Regions from separate parts of the Pan troglodytes genome. Here region 1 is linked to region 2. A link is a contact called in public HiChIP or PLAC-seq data. All regions are on one chromosome and are shown on one strand. Each heading gives the region's core, a stretch centred on a gene start, on an enhancer-like site or on the middle of the called end of the contact. The rest is flanking DNA. Distances are from core to core; before and after follow the strand shown. Region 1 holds the start of LOC134809911. Region 2 holds the start of PRDM5 (PR/SET domain 5).

Evidence for each region. HiChIP or PLAC-seq counts read pairs in DNA pulled down with a chosen protein or histone mark.
Region 1: a contact with region 2 is called in an H3K4me3 HiChIP or PLAC-seq map of stem cell-derived excitatory neurons, with 2.1 times the contacts expected there. The contact joins the promoter of LOC134809911 here to the promoter of PRDM5 in region 2. A contact is called at or near these places in 1 of 7 Hi-C or Micro-C datasets (induced pluripotent stem cells) and 1 of 1 datasets of contacts at active chromatin or transcription factors (stem cell-derived excitatory neurons).

What each region holds. Positions count from the first base shown.
Region 1 is chr3:122,253,265-122,258,666 of NHGRI_mPanTro3-v2.0_pri, reverse strand. LOC134809911 reads right to left here and starts at 1,619. Exons shown (of 3, transcript XM_063809812.1): 1 at 1,399-1,619. The coding sequence starts at 1,619. NDNF (neuron derived neurotrophic factor) reads left to right here and starts at 414. Exons shown (of 4, transcript XM_001151746.6): 1 at 414-986.
Region 2 is chr3:122,099,447-122,105,252 of NHGRI_mPanTro3-v2.0_pri, reverse strand. It overlaps PRDM5 (PR/SET domain 5), which reads left to right and starts at 4,033. Exons shown (of 14, transcript XM_054683350.2): 1 at 4,033-4,412. The coding sequence starts at 4,320.

The DNA of each region.
Region 1 (5,402 bases), core at 370-2,869, 160 kb before region 2:
GTGATGGTCCCGCGTGCGCGTCTCCTGGGTTTTGCAGCTTTGTCGGGGGCTCGGTGGGCCTCCTTCATTCTCCCCGAGTGGCGCTAAGGTTAGGACAGCAGCGTGTCCCTCGCGATGCCGCCCGCGAGGGTCCCGTTTGGGGAGCGCTGGGTCGCTGAGCAGGGTGGTGTGTGTGTGAGAGAAAGAGAGGGAGGGAGGGCTACAGGGAGAGAGAAAAGGAGGGAGAGGGTGTCTGTGTGTGAGTGTGTGTATGTGTATGAGTGTGTGTGTGTGTGCGTGCGCGCGCGCTGGCGCGCAGCGGGAGGGAGAGAAGGAGGGACGGAGGGGGAGGCAACGGGCAGAGGAGGGAGGGGACGGGCGGGCAGCGGTGAGGCGGGAGGGGTTAGGGCTGGGAGGGGAAGAGACTCCGGGCTTCAGCAGTGACACTCGGGAGCGAACACACACTCCCCGCTTCCAGCCGCGAGAGAGCGGAGCTAACTGAGCAGCGCACCCGCCACCGCCGCTGCCGCCCCGTGCGCCCGGCTCTCCCCGCACCCCGCGCGGCGCTCCAGCCAGGCGCCTGTGCGAGTAGCGGCCGCGCGCGAAGCCCGCGCCAGCCCCGCGGGTCGCTGCGGCATCCTCCCGCCGCCCAGCCCCCGCACGCTCCCTGCAGTTTAAAAGGACCTCCCGCCGCTTCCCGGCGCTGCCCCGGGATTCCCCAGCCCCGCGCGGCTCCCTACTCCACTTCGCAGCAACTTCGGGGACCGCGCGCCGCCCGCCCTCGCCCGCCTTTGAAGTTTGCTGTGCCGACCGCAAAGTTGGGACACTTCAGCGGATTGAATTTTTCTCTTTTATCTGCCTCCGTCCCCGCCCTCCAGGCTTCTCGTTCCTGGATATTGGTGCTTAGCATCTTGGCAGGGTCCAGGGACGTGGACTATTTCGCACACCACACCACGGGGAGGGATTTTTTCTATTTTCCCTACGAAAAACAAACAGATCTTTTTAAGGTAAGTGGGGAGAGGAAAGCAATGCCCGAGAGCCCCAACGCCTTAGCCCGCCACCCCGAGACCTAGCACAAGGAGCGTTCACGCCCGAAGGGTCATCCGAGATGGGGGCTTGAGGCACGCGCCCCCAAATCGTCAAGGCCCAAGAAGCTTCTCAAGGGCGCCCTATCCGTAGGAGCTGAGGGCATGAAGGGCAGGAGCAGGTTTCCCTCGTTTTTTTTTTTTTATTGTTGTTGTTGTTTGTTTGTTTGTTTGTTTTTAATTTAGCTGCTTTCGAAGCTGGGAGGCCCGGAGAGATGTGAGGAGGTGGACAGACAGCGCAAGGGCGGGGAAGACCTGGGACCCGGGAGCTCGGGGTGCGGTGGGGTCTGGGGAGCCGCGGAGTCTTTATCCCGGACTTAGCCTGGACACTTACTTTGCCCGCCTGCCAAGAGGGCTGTTGCCTCCCTTTCCAGGTTCATGCCCTCCTCCCGCCGCTAGGGAAAGTCTGCGGGACTGGGGTTTTGCAGAGGGCTGCGTGTAGGGCGAAAAGCTAGAGGTCCAGGCAGCGCACGAGTTCTTGGTGGGCGTCTGGGAGCTGCGCAGCCGGGGCCGGGAGTTCGGTTGGCCCGACCCCCAACCGCTCTGGCTCCTCATTTGTCCTCTGCGTGGTAGGCGAGCATCGTTATAGAAACTTCCTTGGGCTGAGCGAGGTGGCCTGGGACCGGCTCATACTTTCTTCTGGAGAGCAGAGCGGCCACCGAGGTGACGCCCCCTCCGGCCCCAGCCAGGAGACTCGGCTTCGTGCCCTCGTCCTGTCTGTGCGTGAGTTGAGGTTCGCTCTCACCCGCGCTACCTTTCTAGCTGAGCGGAGTCGCCGCGGCCCTGATAACCTAGGAGTCCGAACGAGTGATTGCAGGTCCCAGCTGTTTTCTTGGAGGCACTTTGCAAACTGCTGAATTTGGAGTGCGGTTTCGTTGCATTGTGCGCTCTCGGTTCACCTTTCTTCCCGCACCCTATCCCAGGCCCAGGCGTGAGAGCTCCCGGCAGTTCCCCGGACCCGCCCCGCATCAGCTCCTCGGAGTTTGCCGCGGGCACCTCTACGCTGTCTCTGAGCTGTCCCTCCGGCCAAGTTGCGGTTCCCCTCCTGGCCCCCTTCGGGGCGCTGTCCATTTCTTGCTCTTGGGTACGGGTGGCACCCTAAAACCAAGACCTTGAGCGGGAAATGAACCTGAGTGTATGTCTGGGTTTTGTTGTTGTTGTTATGTTTTTTCCTTCTTTTTTTTAAATTTATTTACAGAGTTCTTTTTAGCAACTTTGTTGGGTTGATAAATTTGCTTCTCATCTGTCGATCCCGCTAAATCACAAAGAAGAGTTTATTTTTTCATTTAGTTGCTGCTTTCCCCAAACACACTACCCTCTCTTTCCCCCCTCCACCCCTCCTCCTGCTGCCTCGCTTCCTGAACCCTTTTTCTTTTCTGACGGAGGGAATCTCCGCACCTCCTCCTCTCCTCCTCCCACCCGGTCCCTGAGCGCCTGTGAGAACCAGGGGAGTCATCAATGGAAATAAATAGGACTCCGCTCCATTCTCCGCCCCCTTCAAACAAGTAAAATCCTCCCTGGGCTCGCAGAAGTAGAGATAAAACATCCCTCCCAAGGGAGCGGTTGCAGGGGATTTGATGGGATTGAATTGTTTTATTATCTTGAAAGAAGTGATGGATGGATCCGACAGGGAATATGTATATAAAGCAGAGTGTAGTGAGGGCGATCGGTATGATTATTCATTATTGTTTGTTAAGAGTGATAATAAGGCCGCAACCTTCGCTCAGACTGTGTTTATACTTGGGTTTGAGTTTATGTCAGTCTCTTATTACAGTGGTTTCAGAAAGTGAAAACACCAAAACGGTATTAATTCTTCAGTCATTCTGCATATGGGATTAATCAAATGTCAAAAAAGATACTGTCGTTTTACCACAGTTTTAATCTATGATCTTTTAGAAGGTTGCACTCTTATAAAATGTCATTTGCCTCCATTTGTCTTCTTAAAGTTTAAAAAACTTGGCAACGTAATTAATTATGGTCCCAATTCCCATTTTCAATCTAAACCTATATTCAGGATTATATTAAAATACCCCATCATTTATTCCTCAGAAGTGACTCTTATGAGTTTAAACTCTTGGAGGGGAGAGAGGGACAACTGGGTATGAGGGGCCTAGGAGTTAGAGAAATTAGTACTATTTCAGATTTCTCTAAAAATTCCTTTACTTCTTCCTTTAGAGAAAGAAATTACAAGGTCCTTCTCTGCACAGTTCATCACTTCAGTGAATGCCCTTAATCTTTACCACACACTTGAAACATAACAGCTTGCAGCCTTGTCTGCATTATTGCTTTCATTTTTGTGTCAGGACATTTTATTCATTAAACCTGTATGTCAAAGACTTAGGCTTAGTGTGGCAGTAACACTCTGTTTTAATTAGTAACTATCATAAAAAAGAAGCTAGAACTCTGTAATAGGCCTAAATTGCTATGAATTATGTGTGGTTTAAATTACGCATTTATTTCAGCAGAAATGAAACCATGAATATAAAACATCTTTTAATCACTTGCAGATACAGCTTTTATCTCTTAGGATGTAACAAAATATGTAATTGAAAAATATCCTTCTAAGGATAAGAGAAGCCCCCACCCTCAGCTTATTTGTCCTGGGTCTGTTTAACATTCATGTGGTGAAGTATGAATGTTAAAGAGTAAAGACTATTGTCACAACATTGCCAATACCAGGTCGATGGAATGCTACCTTGGAAATAGCCACAGTAGGTCAGTCGTCAACTTAATGTAGAGACTTTTCTAGTTGGCTGCATGAACCTTGTTGTTTCAGATTTTAGTTTTCTCACTTGGATTTATCGACCAGACTCTGTTGTGGAAGGGAGAAAAATGTATTTTAAAACTCTAACAAATTATTTGACATGAAGGGGAGAAAAGTAGAAATAAAGTGTATCTCTTCTCTTCCTATATTTATTTCTATAGCAGTTCTCTTCAGCCTATCTAGAGGTCAGAATTTTTACTTTAAAACTGTATGTGTTTTTGTTGTCGTCGTTAGGACTTATCATTTTGGTATGATGGTTGAGTAGATATTGGAAATGGAATAATGATGACTGAATCAACCGAGAGCATAGGAACAGAGTGTGAATTACACATCATATGTGTTAATTAAGATTATTTTAATCTCCTTTCCTTAGTTTCTCCATGATAAGGTGGTCGATAGTGACCAAGTAGTGCTCTCTCTCTCTCTCTCTCTGTCTCACTTTTTTGCTCCCTGCCTTCTTGTCAGGTCTTGCTTTGGGGACCTATACACCTATAGTAGCAGCTGAACCTTGCCAGTCAGTGGCCATCAGCTAATCACTTGGAAGAAAATATGTCTCATAGTCATCTGTATTGGGTCAAAGGCAGGGATACCCAATATAACCAACAAAATAGTTCAACTAATTCATTTGACCCTGAAATAATATCTAGAACCTCTAAATGTTTATTTTAGAATGATTATTCTAAAGAACACAATTTATTCTTCCCCTGTGGGCTCATAATCATTTAATAGAAGCCACAGCGTGGTTGATAGTAAATAGTAAACCCCACAAAATCTTTGCTTTGAAAGCTGATTTTAAAATCAAATCCTCCAGGATTTAAATACTCTATTTTTAAATACTTTGCATTTTATTCCCTGAAGTTAGGATAAATTCTGCTGTATTTTTCCACTGTATTACAAATGTAACATTACGTGACACTCAGCATGCATGCAGTCAAGCTTCCATGTTAATTTCCTCCTAGAAAAAAAAAGTAAATACTTTGCTGCTGTTGTTAAAAAATAATCATGTAGTATGAGACAGAAAAACAAGAATGCTAATACTTTATTGTATCACATGGTGGTATGTTGACCATAAACTCAGTTATATTTTTGTTGAAAATCACACCGTTTCAGTGTAAGTCTGTTTGCTTGGCTGTGTGTATTTCACGTATTTCTTGCCTCTTCTGAGATGACACCTGGCATTTGCTGTACCAGTGCCTAAGCCAGTGCCAAAAGCAGGTGTATCCTTGGCTGCTTCCTTCCTAAACACACAACCCAAAGAAGCAATATCCACACCTTTCCCCTTCCTTCTGGTACTTTACTAAAAACTGCAAACCAACAAACACATGAATTTTAGTCTTTTGAAATATTTGGAAAACATGTAATATATAATGTTAATTCCCCCAGTAAAAAAAGTTGTGGCTTGTTTTGATTTTAAAAATTAAGGGTAACAAATTTGATCAATGTGGTATAAAAGCAAACTAGCAAAATGGTCTGTAGATTTTTCACTTTGGGACAAAGAGACAAATTTGGCCACAGAACAGCTGGGTATTTGGCCCTATTACAATGCCAATTTTTTTCAAGGAACTCATTGAGTT
Region 2 (5,806 bases), core at 2,784-5,283:
GTCCTTCATGCTCTGTTCATGGCAATATGTACCTTTTCTTGCTTGCTCCTCCAAATTCTTGTAGCCTCTACTCATTACCGAATTCCAAAGCTGCTTGCACAATTTCAAGTATTTGTAACAGCAATAACTCCACTTCTTGGTCCCAATTTTCTGTCTTAGTCTGTTCTCTTCTCCTATAACAGAATACCACAGATTGGTTAAATTATAAAGAAAAGAAATTTGGGGCCAGGCATGGTGACTCATGCTTATAATCCCAGAACTTTGGAAGGCTGAGACTGGAGGATCACTCAAAGCCAGGCGTTTGAGACCAGCCTGGGAAACGAAGTGAGACTCCATCTATACCAATGAAATATAAAATAAAATAAAATAAAATAAAATAAAATAAAATAAAATAAAATAAGATAATTAGCTGAGCACAGTCATATGCACCTATAGTCCCAGCTACTTGGAAGACTGAGGCTGGAGGATTGCGAAACCAGGAGTTGGAGGCTGCAGAGAGCTATGATCATACCACTGCACTCCAGCCTGCAGACCGAGTAAGACCTAGTTTCTAGTCTTGAAAAAAAGAAAAAAATTATTTGGCTCATGGTTTTGGTGTCTGGGAAGTTCAAGAGCCTACGACTGGCATCTGGCAAGGGTTATTTCTTGGCAGAAGGACAGAAGACAGAAGCAAGCTCTAGAGACACAGAGAGGAAATGGGGTTAAGCTTGCTTTTATAACAACCCACTTTCTAGATAACTAACGCTGTCCTGTGGTAATGACATTAATTCATTCACGACGGCTCTGCCTTCATGACCAATTACCTCTTGTTAGGCCTTGCCTCCCAACACCGTTGCTTTGGGAATTAAATTTCCTACACGTTAACTTTTGAGGGACACATCCAAACTGTAGCATAATGTTACTCAATTTAGTCACAACAACCTTCAGTTTTCTTCTAGTTAAAATTTATGATTCTTTTTTGGTACCACATACAAGTGTATGGTACCTTTCCAAAACTCAAGACATTAAGAAAAATTTAATGTTCACACTTTTTTAGGTTTCAGGGACATCTTTTCATGGTGCTGTTGCTATTGTAGAATCAATGCTGAGGATAGATGTTTTAAGAGCAAGAATCTGACACCGTTACTCTCCATTTTATTTTAACAAACTTTTTTTTTTAATCACACCAACTAAATCTTTATTCTTTTCTGCTCTGGAAACTTGGTTTTATATTCAATTATTACAAGCCCTCTGGTTCTCTGATAACTGAAGACAAATATGTTTCAGGTTATTATTTTTTTTTTCTATCAATCAGGCTTTTAGTCTACCGTGGTGCTTGGAATCAGTCATCAATAACCAAGGCACAATTAAAAGAGTTTGACAGTATGTATAAATACTGACAGTATGGTAAAATAATTAATTAATATACAGTCATAATTCAAGTCTTCCCTAAAAACAAGGCCCACTCAAATACATACGTTTAAATGCAATAACTAGAGCTTGCTTTAGACATATCAATGAAAAAGATTCCTCCAAAAGCAAATCTGAAAGTAAGGAACAATGTATTTTGAATAATTTCTTGTTTGTCAAGACAGTACAATATTTTCTAGAATAAGTAAATCAGGTGCATGGTAGTACTTTAATATCAATTTTTTGATTTTGTTATTTATTTTTTAAAGACTGGATTTAAACTCCTGATATAAAGCAGACTTTTAATTTCCCGTTTTTCAAAGATAATATTGAAAGGTCGCTTTCTAGCTTTTAAAGTTTTAAGAAATGACTCATTGTACTACCACTGTCTTACAGGCTTCAAAATCAAATATCCGGTCAATACTGTGCATTTTGATTTGGCAAACATGTATCCTTTTTGTGTGTTGTAATGGAACTTATTATTAAGAACTTTTTATTGCTAGTTCCCATGTTTTAGTTAGTAGATCTTCAGAACACTCCATTAAATAGATAAAAAAGAACATTGCATGCTTTAATGAAATACACTGAATGTGTCAATTGTAACAAAAATATCTGACCAAGCTTCATAAAATATTTGGAAAGTTTCTCATCTTATTGATTTCAGATTTATCTTTAAAATTTTATTTATATACTTTCACCATTTTCTAATTAGTAAAGAAGCCTACATTCAGAGAGGGGCATTCTCAAGGCTGCAGCCTTGCTCCCCAGAAAGACAGCATGCAACCAAATATTTGAGAGATATGCCTAAATAAGGATCCCTAAATAAGGATTGTTTCAGACTAAAACCAAAAAACGTTTTCCTCTCCAGCGATCAAAGGCTGTGGAAATTCTCGTGCCCAAAGAGACAGTGGCAGAGCATTTGACTGAGAGCCCTGAATGGCTTAAGGGTGGCTGGAAGCCTGTGTTTGACAGAGAGCTGAATGCTCCAGGAAAATGCCAGGGCCCCACCTTCTGGACTGTGGGCCCAGTGGATCTGGTCTGGCATGGTTTCAGCCCTGGTTCTAAGGAACCCTGGAAAACCTACTTAGTCCAGAAGCACAACAAAAAGTCAAGTAAATTCTAGGCTCACCATAGAATTTTTGAACATCTCAGATCAGCCTCAGAAGTGACTTTCATTCAAGACATATTTAATGAACACCTATTTTTCAAGGCCATGGAACTCCCAATTCCCCCAAAAGAGAGTTTTTGTTTTTATTGATTTATTTTCCCCTAGAGAAGTTAGAGATCTTCCATGGCAAGTCAAAGGTATCAAAACTCACAGAGCGGCTAAGTGTTCCTCTCCCTGCTGTGAAAGCTAAACTTACATTTCTTAGAAAGAGGATCATGTCATCATTTACTGTGTTCCTTAAAGTCTCCTAATATTGCCACTACATGATTTTTTTTTCCCATAATGCCTTTTGTTCTTGTTTTTTAAACCTTTTTCCAAACTTGAATCAAAATCTACATAGGGGCCGGGTGTGGTAGCTCAAGTGTGTAATCCCAGCACTTCAGGAGGCCAACGCCGCCGGAGGATCAACTCCTCTTGAGCCCAGGAGTTCAAGATCAACCTGGGAGACATAGCTAGACCCTGTCAAAAAAAAAAAAAAAAAAAAAAAATCTGCTTAGGAACTATGTTCCAAGGGTTTCCTGCAGAAACAGGAATCGTTTCCATGGCGTGTGTGTGTAGTCTATAATTTTGTCAAACTTTTGTGTGTGCTTTTAATGGTTTATGAGAACATCAATTAAGAACATCAAATGGTTTCCAAGAAAAGACCCTAGAGTAGAAAATTACCATAAATATCAAGAGAATACCAAGTAGATGACCCCAGGATCACTTTGAAGGATGGAACAGGCTTTTAAAGGTCCTGGGCACACTGCACAGCCTAACAGCTTATTAAAAACACTAAAACAAGACTTGTGACTTTATTGCATTGTTGTGACACCAGATCCTATTGTTTGGGTGTCCCCTCCTGTCTCCCACAAATCCACTTCCGTATGTCTGAAAATCCGTAATAGGTCTAATGATTATCAAGCAAGGGAGGTCTCAGGAATATTGTACCTTGAGAAGTATAAGAACTTCCCAGAGGTTATGTTACCATAAAATATCTAGTTTCTAGTGCTTAAAACATTAAATTGTTTGCAACATATTTTTCCGTACGTTAATCAACATACTTTGCGATCCCTTATTAAGTTCTAGCCTCTGCAACAAACGTGAAAAAAAGCAAAGACGCATAACTCAAATGTGAGAAGCACGGAAATTTCCTAGACCGCAGGGTTCGTTCTCAGTAGTCGGCAATAAGCTGGCTTTCAGAGTCAGGAACTTGATAAAGTTGTTTTGGAGGATGCCCCAGCTGTGTGAAGGTCCATTTCGTTTTGCATCTGAAGAGAAGCAAGCGAGACTCCCCTACAGGGAGTAATGGTTCAGCGGGGCAAGGTTTGAAAACCCAGAGCTGGACAAAGGCGGGAACGCACGCCGCCGCGCCGGGGCTAGGGGTGCTGACGGCCCGCGCAGCTCGCGGGCCTCCGGGTTTGAGGCCCTGGGGTCAGCCCTGCTCCGGGCTTCGCGCCCGGGCGCGGGTCAGAGCCGCCAACTTCGGGCCAATCAGCGAGCGGCGTCCCGGCGCCCGGAGCGCCCAGGCCCGCGCCCCCCGCGCCCCCGCAGCAGGAATGGCAGGAACGGATCCGGGCCGAGCCCGACCCGGGACGAGGAGGGGCTGAGCCGCGGGGGATCCTGGAATCGGCAGGGAGGTGGGGATTCTGGGAGGAAAACTCCATTTCCTCCTTCCCTGCCGGTTTCTCCCCTCTACCCTGGCACCCCAAATTTCGATGTGCCGCCTGCCGGGCGCTAAGCGCCGGTGTTGAGAGAGGCGGCGGCCGCCGCGCCCGGGAAAATGCTGGGCATGTACGTGCCGGACAGGTTCTCCCTGAAGTCCTCCCGGGTTCAGGACGGCATGGGGCTCTACACGGCCCGCAGAGTGCGAAAGGTGGGTGACCCGGCGGCGGCCTGCGCGCCCCTGCACCTCGCGCGCCCTGTGCCTCCCGGAGTCGCCCTGCTGCAGGGCCCGGGGCGCGGCGGGCTTCACCCCGGTCGCCCCTCGCCCGGGCCGGGCCAGGCGTCCGGGGGAAGGCCGGGGACCTTGGGGCACGGCGGGGGTGGCCTTTACTCGCTGCGCCACCCGAGCAGGCAGCGCCACGTAGGTGGCGGCGGGGTGCGCTCCGCTGCCGGCCGGTCCAGGGGCGGAACTGCCACCGGCCTCCCTGCCGCAAGATGTCTTTCCTCTCTCCCGCAGGAAGTGAGCGCGGCGGGAGCCTCCCTCTTCCTCGGTTACGGGTGTGAGCTGCGTCTTTGCGTTGGCGAAGGCACGCGTGGGCGGGTGTCTTCCCCCGCGCGCACGTTGCTCCGCTGCCGCCTCTTTTCCTTTAGGATGAATTAATGTGGCTAGAAACGCCTAACTTTCCATGCGGGGATGGGAGGAGCAGCCCAGAGCGCCGCTCCACGCAGGCCGTAGAATCTCATTCATACGCCCAGGATTTCCTTCCCTCCTTCTGGAATGTATTATATGTGCCTTCAGGGAGGTGCCAACCAGATGATCTTTGAGTGTCTGTACCTTTTTTCTCCGCTCTTTTTTTTTTTTTTAATTTGTCTCCAACATCGGTTCGATCTCTCCAGCCAGAAAGTTACAGGCATGTGATGAGAGGAAGCACATTGCTCAGTTCGTACAGGAAGGGCCTGAAAGTGTTGGATGTTGAAAGCAAAGGCCTAGGAAGAGAGGCCACAGGAACAGTCCAGCTCTTTGGATTTGATCTTATAATATTATAACTTGTTAGAGTCGTCCTAGCCTTCCTCGCCCCCTTTTCTTAGTAGATATTTTGTAAGATGGAGGTTTGGGCAAGAACAGTCTTGTTCAGGTAAGGTATGTTAACAAGAGGTTCAGAGGATGCAGTAGAGACACTAGGGTGCCTTTCATCTGCATATAACCCTCTCCCCTTTGCCTCTGACCTAAAGAGCTGGTGAAGAGTAGTAGAAAGTGCTACTAATCTCCAAAAAGGGCTCCACTGACAACATGATCTCCAGTCATCCTTCAGGGCAAAATTGGAGAAAATAAACCACTTATTTATTTTTTCAAGTGCGAGTTGGCGAGAATGTTCAAATGTTAAAAACAGGAATAAATACTGAATTAGAGGTGTATTGAATAGTTGCCAAATGGCCAAATGTTAAAATCAACATTTTTTGAAGGCCAAATACAACCATCACCAAATGACGTCTGTACAGAGTTGAAATTCTCCTTTTAATTCATTCTTAAAAGATGTGAAAAATTCTCAAACAGACCTTCCTTAAAGGTTTCTGGCTTAAATTTAATTACTTTAAAAATTAAAC